3 separate regions of the Rattus norvegicus genome follow, and regions 1 and 2 are each linked to region 3. A link is a contact called in public Hi-C data. All regions are on one chromosome and are shown on one strand. The core of a region is the stretch at or near the end of the contact, and the rest is flanking DNA. Distances in the headings are between cores, read along the strand shown. Region 1 overlaps Pkn1 (protein kinase N1). Region 2 holds the start of Ptger1 (prostaglandin E receptor 1). Region 3 holds the start of Asf1b (anti-silencing function 1B histone chaperone).

Region 1 (4,737 bases), core at 1,681-4,180, 260 kb before region 3:
CGAGGGAAGGAGGTGATAAGGGAAGGAGGTGATGGAGGGGAAGGAGGTGATGGAGGAGGTGATGGAGGGGAAGGAAGTGATGGAGGGGAAGGAGGTGATGGGGTCAGCACAGTCATGGCTGGGAGCCTGGAGATCCAGGCAAGTGGTCTCAGGGCCAGGTCCCGAGAGTGCAGTCAGTCAGAAGCCCACCTGTGAGTGGTGCAGGCTTGCTCAAGGTGCTGTAGTGAGTGGCAGGGAAGGGCCCAGGCAGTATTGCACTGAAGGCTGCCGATGAGGCCGCAGTGAGCTCCTCCCGAAGCAGGCGTCCCTTGGGGTGATCAGCAGGCAGTTCCCCCAAGCGCCTCTCCAGTGACTCCCGCAGCAAGCCCAGCTTCTGGTTGGACTCAGTCAATTTCTCCTGAGCCTGAGGTAGGAAGGCAGAGAGCTGAGAACAGGCATAGGCCCTTCCCCAAGAACCCACCCACTTCTAGCAACTTCTTCCTCAAGGTTAAACCTCAAACCTACTTAGACCCATCAGGTGGAACCTTGAAAACTAGGCTTTGCCCCTCGCTGGTGCCAGGACCCCCTGAGGTACCACCCACATTAAAGCTTCTTGTTGTGAGGACCTCTCGCAGGCCTCACCTCCCCCTGAAGCTCTAGCATAGACAGGACTAATGCTGTCCTCCTCTCTACTGAGGCTCACACCCAGTGGCAGTCCACCTGAGTTATTGTGCCACCCTCACCAGGACCTCTCTCTTTTACATCCCTTGAATGCCACGCCTCCAGCAGAAGCCCTCAATGTCACCTCGCTGACTGCTTTGCGGTCTGGGGCCTTTGCAGCACTGAGCAGACGCAGGACATTCTTGGCGCCTTCTGCCACTGCATGCTCTACTCGAAAATGGTGTCGTAGCTCCTCAATGCGTAGCTCTACGGCTCCCAGGTCTGGATCTCCTACGGACATGGGCCCAGGACAGTGAGACAACCTTCAGACTAGCCTGATCCCAGACACAGCTCGCCTACACAGCCACCAAAGCACATCGTGATTCTTGCCCTGGAAGAGACTGTCACCTTCCACTCAAATTCAGTCACTCTTACTCAAACACCATAATGTCTAGGGACATGGTTACCCAATTACCTTCATGAGATGACACACAGGCACACTGACAACCTAGGCTTAGGGACATATATTGTAGCAGTCCCTTGTCATTCCCAGAGACTGGCATAGGACAAAAGGAACACTAAAATCTACAAGGGCAGAGAGCATCTACACCCAGCAGCCCTCACCCACACATTACATTTTTTACCAAAGGACTATCAAAGACGAAACTCAGACTCTTATGTGACACTGGTCCTCCGTGTCCTACTGAACTCCCACCAATAGGGACACAGTAAGACACTGAGTGTGTATAACCTGGGCCGGTTTACATGTGGGACTCGTCCCCAGTGAGGTGGCACTGGAGTCAGGGCCTCTGGGTCGGATGAGGGCATGAGGGAGCATCGCCCTTAGAGGAGTAACAGAGCTAGCTGTGTGGTGCACTAGTAAATCCTGACTGCAGTGCAGGAGGGCCTGACTCTATCCTCAGCACCTGAAGCAGCATCAACAAATAACACAAGAAACCCAAAAGGCGGGGCTGGGGATTTAGCTCAGTGGTAGAGCGCTTACCTAGGAAGCGCAAGGCCCTGGGTTCGGTCCCCAGCTCCGAAAAAAAAAAAAAAAAAAAAAAAAAGAACCAAAAAAAAAAAAAAAAAAGAAACCCAAAAGGCAAACAAGGAGCTGAGTGGAGTGGAGACCCGTGATCCCAGCACCTGGGACACAGAAGCTGGAGTAGAGCGTGAGTTCCGGGCCAGCCTGAGGTACCTGAGACCCTACCCCCCACACACACCCCAAAAAGCAAAGGGGCAGGGAAGATAAAGGAACCTGCCATCAAGACGACTCCCAGAACCCGCATGGTAGAGAGAGAACTGACTCCCAAAGGTGACTCACTTTCTTGTGCCAACACACACACACACACACACACACACACACACACACCACACACACACAAAATGAAACAAGAAAAAAAAATGTTGGTCATAGTAGCATATGCCTATGATCAACCACAGTATCTGGGAGACTGAGGCAGGAGAATTACCACAAGTCCAGGGCCAGTGAGTGAGCAGCAGGACAGATGTTCAGCTCTTGGCATCTGTGATGGTTGTTTCTGTTCTATTCTATTTTGTCTCACCATGTAGCCCTAGCTGGCCAGGAACTCCCAAAGATGTGCCTGTTCTGCCTTCTGCATGCTGTGATTAAAGGGTATGGAATGATAGGTCTGTGTCACTACACCTGGCTCACCAAGGCTCAGTCACCACTTCTCAGCTCTGCGCATGTGGTAAAAAGCAAACGTGAAAAAAATGGTTATACTTGCGTGCCAATAAAACTTTCTTTACAGAGGCACGTGGGTCTGGTAGTGCAAGCCTGAGATTCCACACACTCACAGGTGAGGGCAGGAGGACTGAGAGTTCAAGTCTAGCTTGGGCCACAGAGTGAAATCTTTCCTCAAAAGAAAAAAAGCAAAAGGAAAAAAAAAAAGATAGAGAGGGGAATGGAGGTGATCTCTGTAGCCTGGGCTACATAGATCAAGGCTAGCCAGGGCTACATAATGATGTCCTGTCTCCAAACACAAAAACAGGCTGGATATGGTAACACACACATTTAATTCCAGCACTCAGGAGGCAGAGGCAGGAAGAGTTCTGTGTGAGTTAGAGGCCAGCCAGCCTGGTTGACATAGTAAGTTCCAGAACAGGCAGGGCTATAATAGAAAGATTCTGTCTCTAAACTAAACTAAAAGCAACCAGCGGGTGGAGCTAGAGAGATGGCTTGATTGTTTGAAAAAGCTTTCTGCTCTTCCAGAGGACTCAAATCTGTTTACCCAGACCCACAATGGATGACTCACAACCACCTATGACTCTAGTCCCTGAGATCTGTTGCCTTCTTCTGGCCTCTGAGGCACTTGTGTGCACGCGCGCGCACGCACACACACACACACACACACACACACAAATATTTTTAAAACAACCTTAAAAACAAGAATAGGGCATATTAAGTACTACAGTGCCTACATAGATTTTTATCATTGAACAGTTGGGGACATGGTTCAATAAAAACACAGGCCTAGTTTATAGGAGCCCCTGTATTCCATCCTAAACACAACAAAAGGAAGGAAGGAAGGAAGGAAGGAAGGAAGGAAGGAAGGAAGGAAGGAAGGAACTATTCTGTCCCAAACCTTGAAGGAAACAGAAACAGACAGGAATAGGCTCCATTCACCATGAGGTTAATTCCTGCCTCCTTGCCCTCCACAACAGGACATTATGGGTTGAAGGGTGACCCCTGGAAGGCAAAATGCAGGCAGACAATGTCCAGGGAAGGTCTTACCGTGGGCCTCATCAGGAGCTGCCTGACTCTCCAGCTGGCCAGCCTGGAGTGCTTGTAGCGCCCGGCGAAGCTGCATGCGGATGATGTCAATCTTGGTCTTACTATCCTGCAGCATCTGTTGGGCCGTCAACAGCAGCTTCCGGTCCTGGAGACAGACATGCAAGGTGACAGGCAGAGAGGGAACTCAAGTCTGAGCACTGACCCTGCTGTCCACATCCTAAAAGGTAAGAGCATTCGCACGTGCATACAAGGACACATTCCCATTGTCCTGGGCCAGTGCAGTGATAGGAAGTCCATGGGCTTCAGTTCTAGCTCTGCTTGCTACCTGACAACTGAGTGTAACTGGTCTTTGCTACTTTGTGGGTTCTTCTTTTTCCCACCCTTTATCCCCCTCGGTCCCCCCCCCCCATCACTAGATAGGAGAGGAAGAGGGATAGAGGGGATGGAGGGGGAGAAAGATCCTTGGGTCTAATTTCTGTATCTTTCTTCTTTGAGCATGACTACTAACAAACTGTAACCAACCTCCCTGAGTGACCGACAGCCACCCACCCTGCCAACTGGGGCTCTACAATTGTACACCCTTTGAAAAGTCCCCAGAGTTCCAAACGTCACACAATTGCAATAACTACTGCAGCTGGCAAAAGCTCGCCTCTGCTAGAGCACGAGGCAAATCACAGTCAGCTGCTGTGGGCAGTCTGAAACAGCCGCACATCCCACACCTGGGATTAAAATGAAAATATATTCTTATTCTGACTTTGTAAGGAAGCAAAAATTCCAAAATTGTCACTACAGTTTAGCTTTGTGACCTCAGGCTGGCTTTCTTCTCTGGGCCTCAGCACCCTCATTTGCAAAGTCTGGACCTCCACTGGACTGAGGACTCATGATCTAGTTTGGACCAGCTGGAGCTACATCCTCCTCACCTGTCTGAACATCTCTGTGCAAGTGTCTACAGAATCACAGACAAATGGCTGCAGTGACATGAGATGCCTAGAGCAGACCGACCCAGAGGCAGGAGTGGACTAGTAGGTGCAGTCGGGACACAGCTTCCACACAGTGATTGGTGAAATGTTCGGGACTGTCTTACCTTGGTGCTGCCATTGCTGTAGGTCTGGATCATGTTTTCTGCCCCCTGTTTGACCTTGAGCTCAATGGCCAGCTGCTTCTCCAGGCCAGCCACTCGGCTCAGGTTGGTGGATGAGCAGACAGGGCTGCCCTCTGCAAGGGATTGGGGAGCATCTGAGGAAACAAGAAGAGAAAAGGCTCATACAGTGGTCACTCCAGGAGACCCAGGAGATTTTGTCCCAGCCAATAGGAAGCCTTCGTCCAGAAAAGGAGCCTGGGGG
Region 2 (4,174 bases), core at 457-2,956, 280 kb before region 3:
AGGCAGTGGCTTTTGTATCAACACACACGCCCTTGGATATAGAGATTTTACTGTGGGAGCTGTTTGACTCTGGGGCAGGAGGGGTGGCCAGGGGAAGAATGCAGCAGCTGAAATCTATCCTGGATTCCAAATTGAATTAGGAGTTGGCTGCCCCACCGCCCCCTCCCCCTGGCTGGAGGCCATCAAGCTTCCAGGCAGTGCTGAAGTTTCTGGCTAGCTTGGGGTTCAGACCTGGTCCCCACTCACCAAGGCCTCACATATGCTCCTATTGTGTGAGAAGGCTACACCTAACCCCTCTGTGGCAGCAAAGCCTGTTGCGCTGTTACAGCACCCAGGTTGTGCCCGGTTGTACTTGGGGCACAGTGCTTCACAGAGACATAAACCTGCCAAGCTTGTTTTGACAGACCATTTTTATCCTAGGATTTAGGGAGATCAAGGAAAGGGTGGGGTGGGACCCTGGCCAGACTTTGGGAGAAGGAAGGCAATTGGAAAAAGGGGAGCCAGGCCAGAGATCTCTCTAGCACCCGGTAGGAATGTTTGGGGGTGAGCCTAGCAGCGGTGCTGCAGGAAGGCTGAGTGGGGCTGGCTCGCTGGTACCAGGCAGAGATGAGTATCCTGGATATGGGACAGAGCCCTGCAGGTGGCTACTTGCCAGCGGTCATTTGCCACACCTGATCTCAGGCCCGTTTTCATTGCTGATTGTGGAACCCATGGCTTCACACATGCTCAGGATGCACTCCGTCACTGAACTGTACCCCAAGCCCCGTGCTGGGGTCTTGCATGTCTGCTGGGCGCAGCTGGGATTGTGTGGCTTTGTTGGGTGGAGCCATGTGTAGTGGATGGTTGGTGGCCAGGGCGAGCCAGAGCTGTGAGTATTGTGGGTGAGCCTTGGGTCCTCTGAGTTTCAGGGAGCTGTGTTCAGTGTGTTCAGTGGGGGTTCAGGATAAACAGCCAGCCAGGCCTTAGAGATGTGATTATGTGTCTCAGGACAAGTTCTTGGGGTCCATGGGCATTGGTCTGAGGGGGACTACATCAGGAGGTGTGCTCTGGGGCTGGGAACAGATTTACAGTGCCAGTGAGATTTACCTCCAGTGCCGAGGTGTGGGCAAGCATCAATTTCAAGGGTCCGTATTGGGAATAGATGTTACAGTCCGCAATGGTGAGTGCTCTCCAGTGTTTACTTCCCATTACGATGGATCTGACAGTGGCTGCATGGGCCCCTTTTCAAGATAAAAGGTGAGGCATAGCTATGGGTTCAGGGTTAGAAAGACTCAGGTACCCTGCGAATTGCCCTCCACATCTTAAGGCAGATGATAGCCTGGCTCCCCTGAGCCATTTAACCAGCTCCCTTTCTCCTAGGAGGACTCCCTGTTTGCCCTGGCCTAGGCTGCCCTCTGCCCAGCTGTGACAACAATAAAGGCAAGGGTAGGAGGCTTTGCTAGCACCCATCACACAGGCAACTCCCAAACCCTCAAGCCCAAGGAGGACAACCCCCACCTTCCCCCCACCACACACACACTCACCCCCGCCCCCCTCACGGGAGTTCATAGCCCTCCCAGCTCGCCCCAGGCGATGCTCACATTTTCCAGTGTTTAGATTTTTATCCACTTTATTAATGAGGCGGGCAAGAGGCCCGGGTGAGGGTGTGGGGGTTTGCTCCTGTCCCGCTCAGAGGAGGGGGTCACAGAAACCAAACCAATTCAGAAAACTTCAGTCCTTGAAGAGAAGGAGCTGGGCCCAGTTGCCCTGACCATTGCCAGCTGTAGAGGTTTTGCCCACTCAAGGCTCCCAGCCCCAGAGGGCAGACATGCATGGGGTGGAGCAGCCCCTGGAGGCCAGTGGAGTGCGGGTGGAGGCGGCACGGAGCCGAGGAGCCGCCCCAGGAAGAGGGAGCGGCCTGCCGGGAGCCAGGGAGTAGCTGGAGTGGGCAGCAGGAGCCAAGTTCCAGGCCATGGGGACCCTGCATCCTGAGCGCACTGGGTAAGAAGCTGGGACGTGATGGATGGCAAGCCAGAGGAGGAGAACTCTAGCCATCCTGCTCTCTTGCTGTTTTATGGCTCTCAGCCCTAAGCTGTCCATCTCCTCTCAACGAGAGAAAGGACAAGCCAGAGGCTGGTTCAAATAGGGACGTGGGATGGGCATCTGAATGAGGCAATGCCAGACTGGTGAGAGATTGCCATGAAGACAGGGAGGCAACAGAGATGGGATTATGGAAAAAGAGGTGGACCCATGGGGTCTGAGAGCACCATAGAGATCAGAGATGGGTTCGTGGCAGCCGGGGGCTGTGGGAACAGAGAGGACCTCGGAGACAAGAGATCAGGCAGAGAGGCCTCGGGGCACAGGAATGGGTCTAAAGGTGTAGAGGTGTGTTGTTTGGGGAGAAATGAAACTGCAGATTGAGTTAGTACCACACGGCCATTGGAAGAGATGAACTATAGTGGTGGAGGTGTCGGGACATGGACATCAAGGACAGAGTTAAAAGGTGACAAAAGCTGGTCACGGTGGTGTGAGCCTTTAATCCCAAGACACAGCAGGCATAGGCAGGCGGGTCTTTGAGTTTAAGGTTAGCCTGGCTGGTTCCAGGGCAAGCCAAGGAGACTTCTGAAAAGGAGCAGTGGGCAGGCGGACATGAGGGTTGAGATTGGGATTAGAAGCCAGTAAGTGTCTAGTCCACCGGGCCACAGACCAGGAAACTGATGGGTGGAAACCAGGAGGTGGGGGTGGGGTGGAGATCAGGACAGATACCAGTGACCTGTGCCAAGTCAATCAAGCCCCCCCAGCAGATGTGAGGGCAGAGTGAAGCCCGGCGTAAGAGATGAAGGCAGTGACAGGTGAAGTGGGATCTGAAAGGGAGCAGCCAAGGTCATGTGGAGGTGCCCTGGGCACAGAAAGTTGGGACACTACCTCACTGTGCCCTCTTTTTATCTACGCAGCCCTCTTGGCCACTGATATGAGCCCCTACGGGCTTAACCTGAGCCTAGTGGATGAGGCAACAACGTGTGTAACACCCAGGGTCCCCAATACATCTGTGGTGCTGCCAACAGGCGGTAACGGCACATCACCAGCGCTGCCTATCTTCTCCATGACGCTGGGTGCTGTGTCCAACGTGCTGGCGCTGGCGCTGCTGGCCCAGGTTGCAGGCAGACTGCGGCGCCGCCGCTCGACTGCCACCTTCCTGTTGTTCGTCGCCAGCCTGCTTGCCATCGACCTAGCAGGCCATGTGATCCCGGGCGCCTTGGTGCTTCGCCTGTATACTGCAGGACGTGCGCCCGCTGGCGGGGCCTGTCATTTCCTGGGCGGCTGCATGGTCTTCTTTGGCCTGTGCCCACTTTTGCTTGGCTGTGGCATGGCCGTGGAGCGCTGCGTGGGTGTCACGCAGCCGCTGATCCACGCGGCGCGCGTGTCCGTAGCCCGCGCACGCCTGGCACTAGCCCTGCTGGCCGCCATGGCTTTGGCAGTGGCGCTGCTGCCACTAGTGCACGTGGGTCACTACGAGCTACAGTACCCTGGCACTTGGTGTTTCATTAGCCTTGGGCCTCCTGGAGGTTGGCGCCAGGCGTTGCTTGCGGGCCTCTTCGCCGGCCTTGGCCTGGCTGCGCTCCTTGCCGCACTAGTGTGTAATACGCTCAGCGGCCTGGCGCTCCTTCGTGCCCGCTGGAGGCGGCGTCGCTCTCGACGTTTCCGAGAGAACGCAGGTCCCGATGATCGCCGGCGCTGGGGGTCCCGTGGACTCCGCTTGGCCTCCGCCTCGTCTGCGTCATCCATCACTTCAACCACAGCTGCCCTCCGCAGCTCTCGGGGAGGCGGCTCCGCGCGCAGGGTTCACGCACACGACGTGGAAATGGTGGGCCAGCTCGTGGGCATCATGGTGGTTTCGTGCATCTGCTGGAGCCCCCTGCTGGTGAGGGGCGCAGTCGCTCCTCAAGCCAAACTCTTTTCTGCCCCCTCTTGGCCTCTGCCCGCTAAAGACCCTGCCTGCAGACAAAAGCCTGCCCCTCTGCTATCCAGAACCCTTACCTTTTTCACTCTCTTTGGGAATCTCTGTAAATAGTTTCACCCACTCAAGCCTTTCAGTACACTTTCTACGCCCCTCCTGCTCCATCCATTCATAGCCTTCCTCCTCCCCAGCTTTTTAACTTTTCTTGAGTCCAGTGTGTGTTGGGATACTGGGTCT
Region 3 (4,518 bases), core at 66-2,565:
TTTATTTACTTCCAAACTCACTGTGTAGACCAGGCTGACCCACGAAAGTCTGCCTATCTCTTGAGTCCTGAGATTAATGGCATGCATCTACCTCTTCTTTTTGTTTTTAATCTTTAAAAAATGTGATGGGGGGGCAGCTGGAGAGATGGCTCAGTGGTTAAGAGCACCCGACTGCTCTTCCAGAGGTCATGAGTTCAATTCCCAGCAACCACATGGTGGCTCACAACCATCTGTAAAGAGATCCGATTCCCTCTTCTGGTGTATCTGAAGACAGCTACAGTGTACTCATATATAATAAATGAAAAAGAAAAAGAAAAAAAAAAAAAAAAAAAAAAAGAGCACTGACTGCTCTTCCAGAGGTCCTGAATTCAATTCCCAGCAACCACATGGTGGCTCACAACCATCTGTAAGGGGGATCTGATGCCCTCTTCTGGTGTGTCTGAAGACACCTGCAGTGTACTTATAAAATAACTAGTAAATAAATGTGATTGGAGACAGGGTGTCTCTGTGTAGCCCTGGCTGTCCTAGAAGGGGCCTCAAAGGCCTACCTGCCTCTGCTTTCTGTGTGCTGGGATAAAAGGCCTGTGCCACCAAGCCCAGACACACACACACACACACACACCACCACCACCACCACCATCATCATCATCATCATCATCATCGTCATCGCTGCGCCATTTTGTCTCGGGGTGATCCAAAGGTTCTCAACGGTCTTTTACAAAGGCAGGAACCCCTCAGGGTAGTCCCCGAAAACGCTCACCTGCTGACAGCCGCCTAAAGGCCTAAGTCACTTTTTCCTCCTTAATGCTTTTCACTGTGAGGGCGTGCGATTTCCACAGCGCTCCAGCCCAGCTTTCCTCATGCCCACCACATTAGCCAATCACATCTCAGAAACCCACTATGCCCCGCCCTCTATCGACAGTCAATCACTGGGAGTGCAAGTACCGTCCCCCTCTGCGCGTTTTAGTGAGAGTCGCGCGCCACCGTTCGGCCGTTGGTGGCGCTGCTCTCTGTGAGGTGCGTCTACCGGAAAAGCGGAACGAGGGGAGGGTCATGCTGGTGCGGTAACCCTTGGGATTGGACAAGAGAAGTTCCGCGCTCTAACTCCGCCCACCCGTACAAGCTATTCGAGTCGGAGACTCTAGGGATTGGTTCCCGATAGACCTTTACGAAGCTAAGAGATTATCGTTCCGCCTCCTGTAGACCGTGAAGAGGGAGCGTCTCTGATTGGTCTGTTGGTCCAGGCGCGCGCCGGAAGACGCCCCAGGATTGGCTGACGGCTCGCGCCGTCATAGATCCTTAGCGGCGATTGGCTGGAGGGCGGAGCCGGCTATTTGAAGGGAGCGCGCTTACGGGAGAAGCTCTTCGGAAAGAAGAGTTGGGAATCAGTGCGAGCTTTCTGTCCTGCCGACCCCCTTCTTCTCTGTAGCAAGTCACGGAAGAAGGCTCCACAGTACCTGCGGCTCCCAGGCGAGGTGATGGCCAAGGTGTCGGTGCTGAATGTGGCTGTGCTGGAGAACCCGAGCCCTTTCCACAGCCCCTTCCGGTTTGAGATCAGCTTCGAATGCAGTGAGGCCCTGTCTGACGGTGAGACTGGGCCTGTGCAGGGGACCCCGAACCCTCCTGCCCTCGTTTGTGCCACTCCCAGTCTCCCTGGGAACCTCTCCCCTGGGCCAACTGAATCTCCCATTAGTAATACGCCTCCATGGCCCAACTCGGACCCCTCGGTGGATACGACTCTATACAGTCCGCATTGTCTCGTGGAGGCCTCGTCACCCCTCGTCTTGCACCGCTTGTCCTTGCACGTTTTCCTTGTAGAGGTGTCAGCCTCCATTGGGTTCATGGAGACCCATCAGCCAAGCCTTCCCTATGGCTAGACCCCGGTTTTATGCCTTCCCCATAGGAAACCTATCTATCCTATGGGAACCCAACCTCCAGTACCGTCCCCTCATTTTCCTTGTGCATACCTTTTCCTGCAAACTAACCAGACCCTCCTCTTTTGTTACCCTGTCTGCCCATGACAAGACCTCCTCCATCCCATGACTCCCAGCAACACCCCAGACAACTCCAGATTTGTCCCCAGTAACTCCTGTTTGCCAACTGTAACGGCATGGTGTTGTCTATACCAGGGCTTCTTTCTTTAGGTTAGTCCCAAATCCTATGTATGAGCGTCCCCAGAGGAGAGATAGGGGCTTCTGACTCCAGTCTTTGTAGGTTTGGTCTCCCCAGCTCCTGGTCTGGGTGAATGTACTCAGGTGAGGGTGCCACAGCCAGGCAGCCCTCTTCCAGTTTCTGATATTTCTACTGGCTTCCAGCTAACTCAGTGCAAGGAATCCCTCATCCCTTCTGATGGGCTGATCTCATCTGGGGAGTGGGTGGACTGGCCAAACAGGGATGGGATGGAACTTTCATCAGCTGGGAGGACACTGGCTTTTGTGGATCTTTCACAGAATGACTTAATTCATCTGTGGGACATAAAGGTGGACATGGCTCTCATCTCATAGATAAGAGGACAAGAGCCATCAAGAGCAAAAGACCTTTCAAATAAATCTGTGAACATGTAAAATGTGAGGTCACTTTGAGGTAAGTCCAGCTTTCAGGTAAGCCAGTAGAAATCTCAGAAACTGGAAGAGGGCTGCCTGGCTGTGGCACCCTCACCTGAGTACATTCACCCAGACCAGGAGCTGGGGAGACCAAACCTACAAAGACTGGAGTCAGAAGCCCCTATCTCTCCTCTGGGGACGCTCATACATAGGACAACAGGAGACCATTTTGAGTGCTGAAAAGGATGTAGCAGCTGAGGAGGTAGAGCTCTGAGAGGCTAGGTTGTGGCAACCAGTGCCCCTTGGTGGCTGTTGAGTGGTATTCAGGCAGGGCCAGCCACTCCTGTTCACTTGGATGTGTGTGCTTGGAGTGGGCCAGCGGCTTGGCCTCTCCCTAGTTTCTTACCCTTTTTTAAGTTTAAACGAATCTACTTATGACTCACTATAGAATAAGCTGGGTTAAACCCTTGCTGGAACAAGGCAGGGTGTAAATAAATAAATAAAAGGTAGAGTAACGATGTGGAATAAGAGTTATTTGGAAGCCAAGAGGAGATATAAGGAGCTGATAGATTAAAGGATTCACAGTTCCCAGATGCTGAGAGATCAGGTTTCAATCAGCCTGTCTGTGCTCCTTGCATTTAAAAATGGTTGCATGGTCATTGCCTAGTGATACTTTTATTCTTTATTTATAGAATCAGAACAAGGCTAGAGTTAGCCTGCTGGTCATGTTTTAATGGGAGCAGGGTGATTTTTTCCAAGTCAGCCAGATAGTAGAAGCATTATCATTGAAGTTTGTCTCAGAGTTCTGAGTCCAGATTGTTTTTAAATTTTATCTTTTAGTTTTAATTTGTCTGTGGGTGTGGGCCAGAGAAACTTCAAGTGGTCTTTCTCAATTGCTTTCCACCTTATTTTATTTATTTTTGTGTGTGTATGTTTTGCCTACATGTATTTATGCCACCACTTGAGTGCCTGATACCCACATAGTTCAAAAGAAGGAGTTGGGTGTCCTAGAACTGGAGTTACAGGCTTGTGAGTTTCCATGTAGGTGTTAGGAATCTTACCTGGCCTCTAGGAGAGCAGCCAATGCTCTTAACCCATGGGCTGTCTCTATCTTGTCCTGCCTATTTTAGAAAGTGTCTCTATAAAATCTGGAGCTCCAATATTGCTAGTTGACCTGTCTAGTAAGCCAGGGATCCACCATTTTATCCTCCTAAGTAATGATGTTTTCTCCTTTTGTTTTTTGAAACAAGGTTTCTATATAGTTCTGCTGGCCTAGAGCTTACTCTGTAGACAAGGCTGGCCTTGAAGTCAAAGATCTGTTTGTCTCTGCCTTCCCAGTGCTGGGATTAAAAAGGTGTGCACCACCACATGTGCGTTCCTTCTCTTTTAATTTTTGTGTCTATGTTGGAGGTGGCATATGCATGGGAGCCTCTGGAAGGCAGAGACATCTGATCCTCTTTAGCTGGTTTGAGACTCCTGACATGGGTGTTGGGAATCAAACCTGGGTCTTTAAGATCAATACTAGATTCTAACCCTGAACTTCTCTCCAGCACCCTGAATTTAGGTTTTCATGGGAAACACTATCTGCCCAGACCTCTAGCCAGCTCCCAGATTCCTTTGCTTTCCTTCAGTCCTAAAAAAGGAAGAAAACATTTACTTGTATATCTTTTTTGTTTGCTCATGTGTATTTTGTCAGCATGCATGTACATGTACCACATGTGCACCCAGTGCCTGCAGAAGAAGGCGTCAGATGACCTGAACTGGAATTAGAGACCATTGTGAACCACTATGTGGGTGCCGGGGATCAAAGCTGGGTCCTCTGTAAGATTAGCAAGTGTTCTTAAATGCTGAGCCATCTCCCCAGCCCCTACTTGCAAGTTTTAATTTTAATATCTTTATTTTTTTGTGGGGGCAATAGGGGTCATGTGTGTGGTGTCTCTTGTTTTTGTTTTAGAAATCAAATCCAGGACTACAC

The links. Hi-C and Micro-C count contacts between places; a contact is called where the count stands out from the background.
Region 1: a Hi-C map of Schwann cells shows a contact between it and region 3, with 4 times the contacts expected there. The contact joins the enhancer-like site here to the promoter of Asf1b in region 3. A contact is called at or near these places in 3 of 12 Hi-C or Micro-C datasets (Schwann cells, frontal cortex and kidney).
Region 2: a Hi-C map of prefrontal cortex shows a contact between it and region 3, with 2.5 times the contacts expected there. The contact joins the promoter of Ptger1 here to the promoter of Asf1b in region 3. A contact is called at or near these places in 3 of 12 Hi-C or Micro-C datasets (frontal cortex, kidney and prefrontal cortex).

The regions. Positions count from the first base shown.
Region 1 is chr19:41,355,669-41,360,405 of GRCr8, reverse strand. Pkn1 (protein kinase N1) reads right to left here. Exons shown (of 22, transcript NM_017175.2): 3 at 4,479-4,630; 4 at 3,395-3,539; 5 at 785-930; 6 at 190-403. It overlaps LOC120098561 (a long non-coding RNA gene), which reads left to right. Exons shown (of 4, transcript XR_005496885.2): 3 at 47-4,737. Among named protein-coding and RNA genes, the nearest start is that of Pkn1, 11 kb to the right of the region's middle. Within about 2 kb of position 2,930, at least 5 of the 93 cell types and tissues checked have an H3K27ac peak or open chromatin away from gene starts, as enhancers often do. A contact at or near this core is called in Schwann cells, where this site is marked.
Region 2 is chr19:41,375,816-41,379,989 of GRCr8, reverse strand. Ptger1 (prostaglandin E receptor 1) reads left to right here and starts at 1,706. Exons shown (of 3, transcript NM_001278475.1): 1 at 1,706-1,980; 2 at 2,934-3,901. The coding sequence starts at 2,951.
Region 3 is chr19:41,097,149-41,101,666 of GRCr8, reverse strand. It overlaps Asf1b (anti-silencing function 1B histone chaperone), which reads left to right and starts at 1,315. Exons shown (of 4, transcript NM_001107160.1): 1 at 1,315-1,587. The coding sequence starts at 1,479.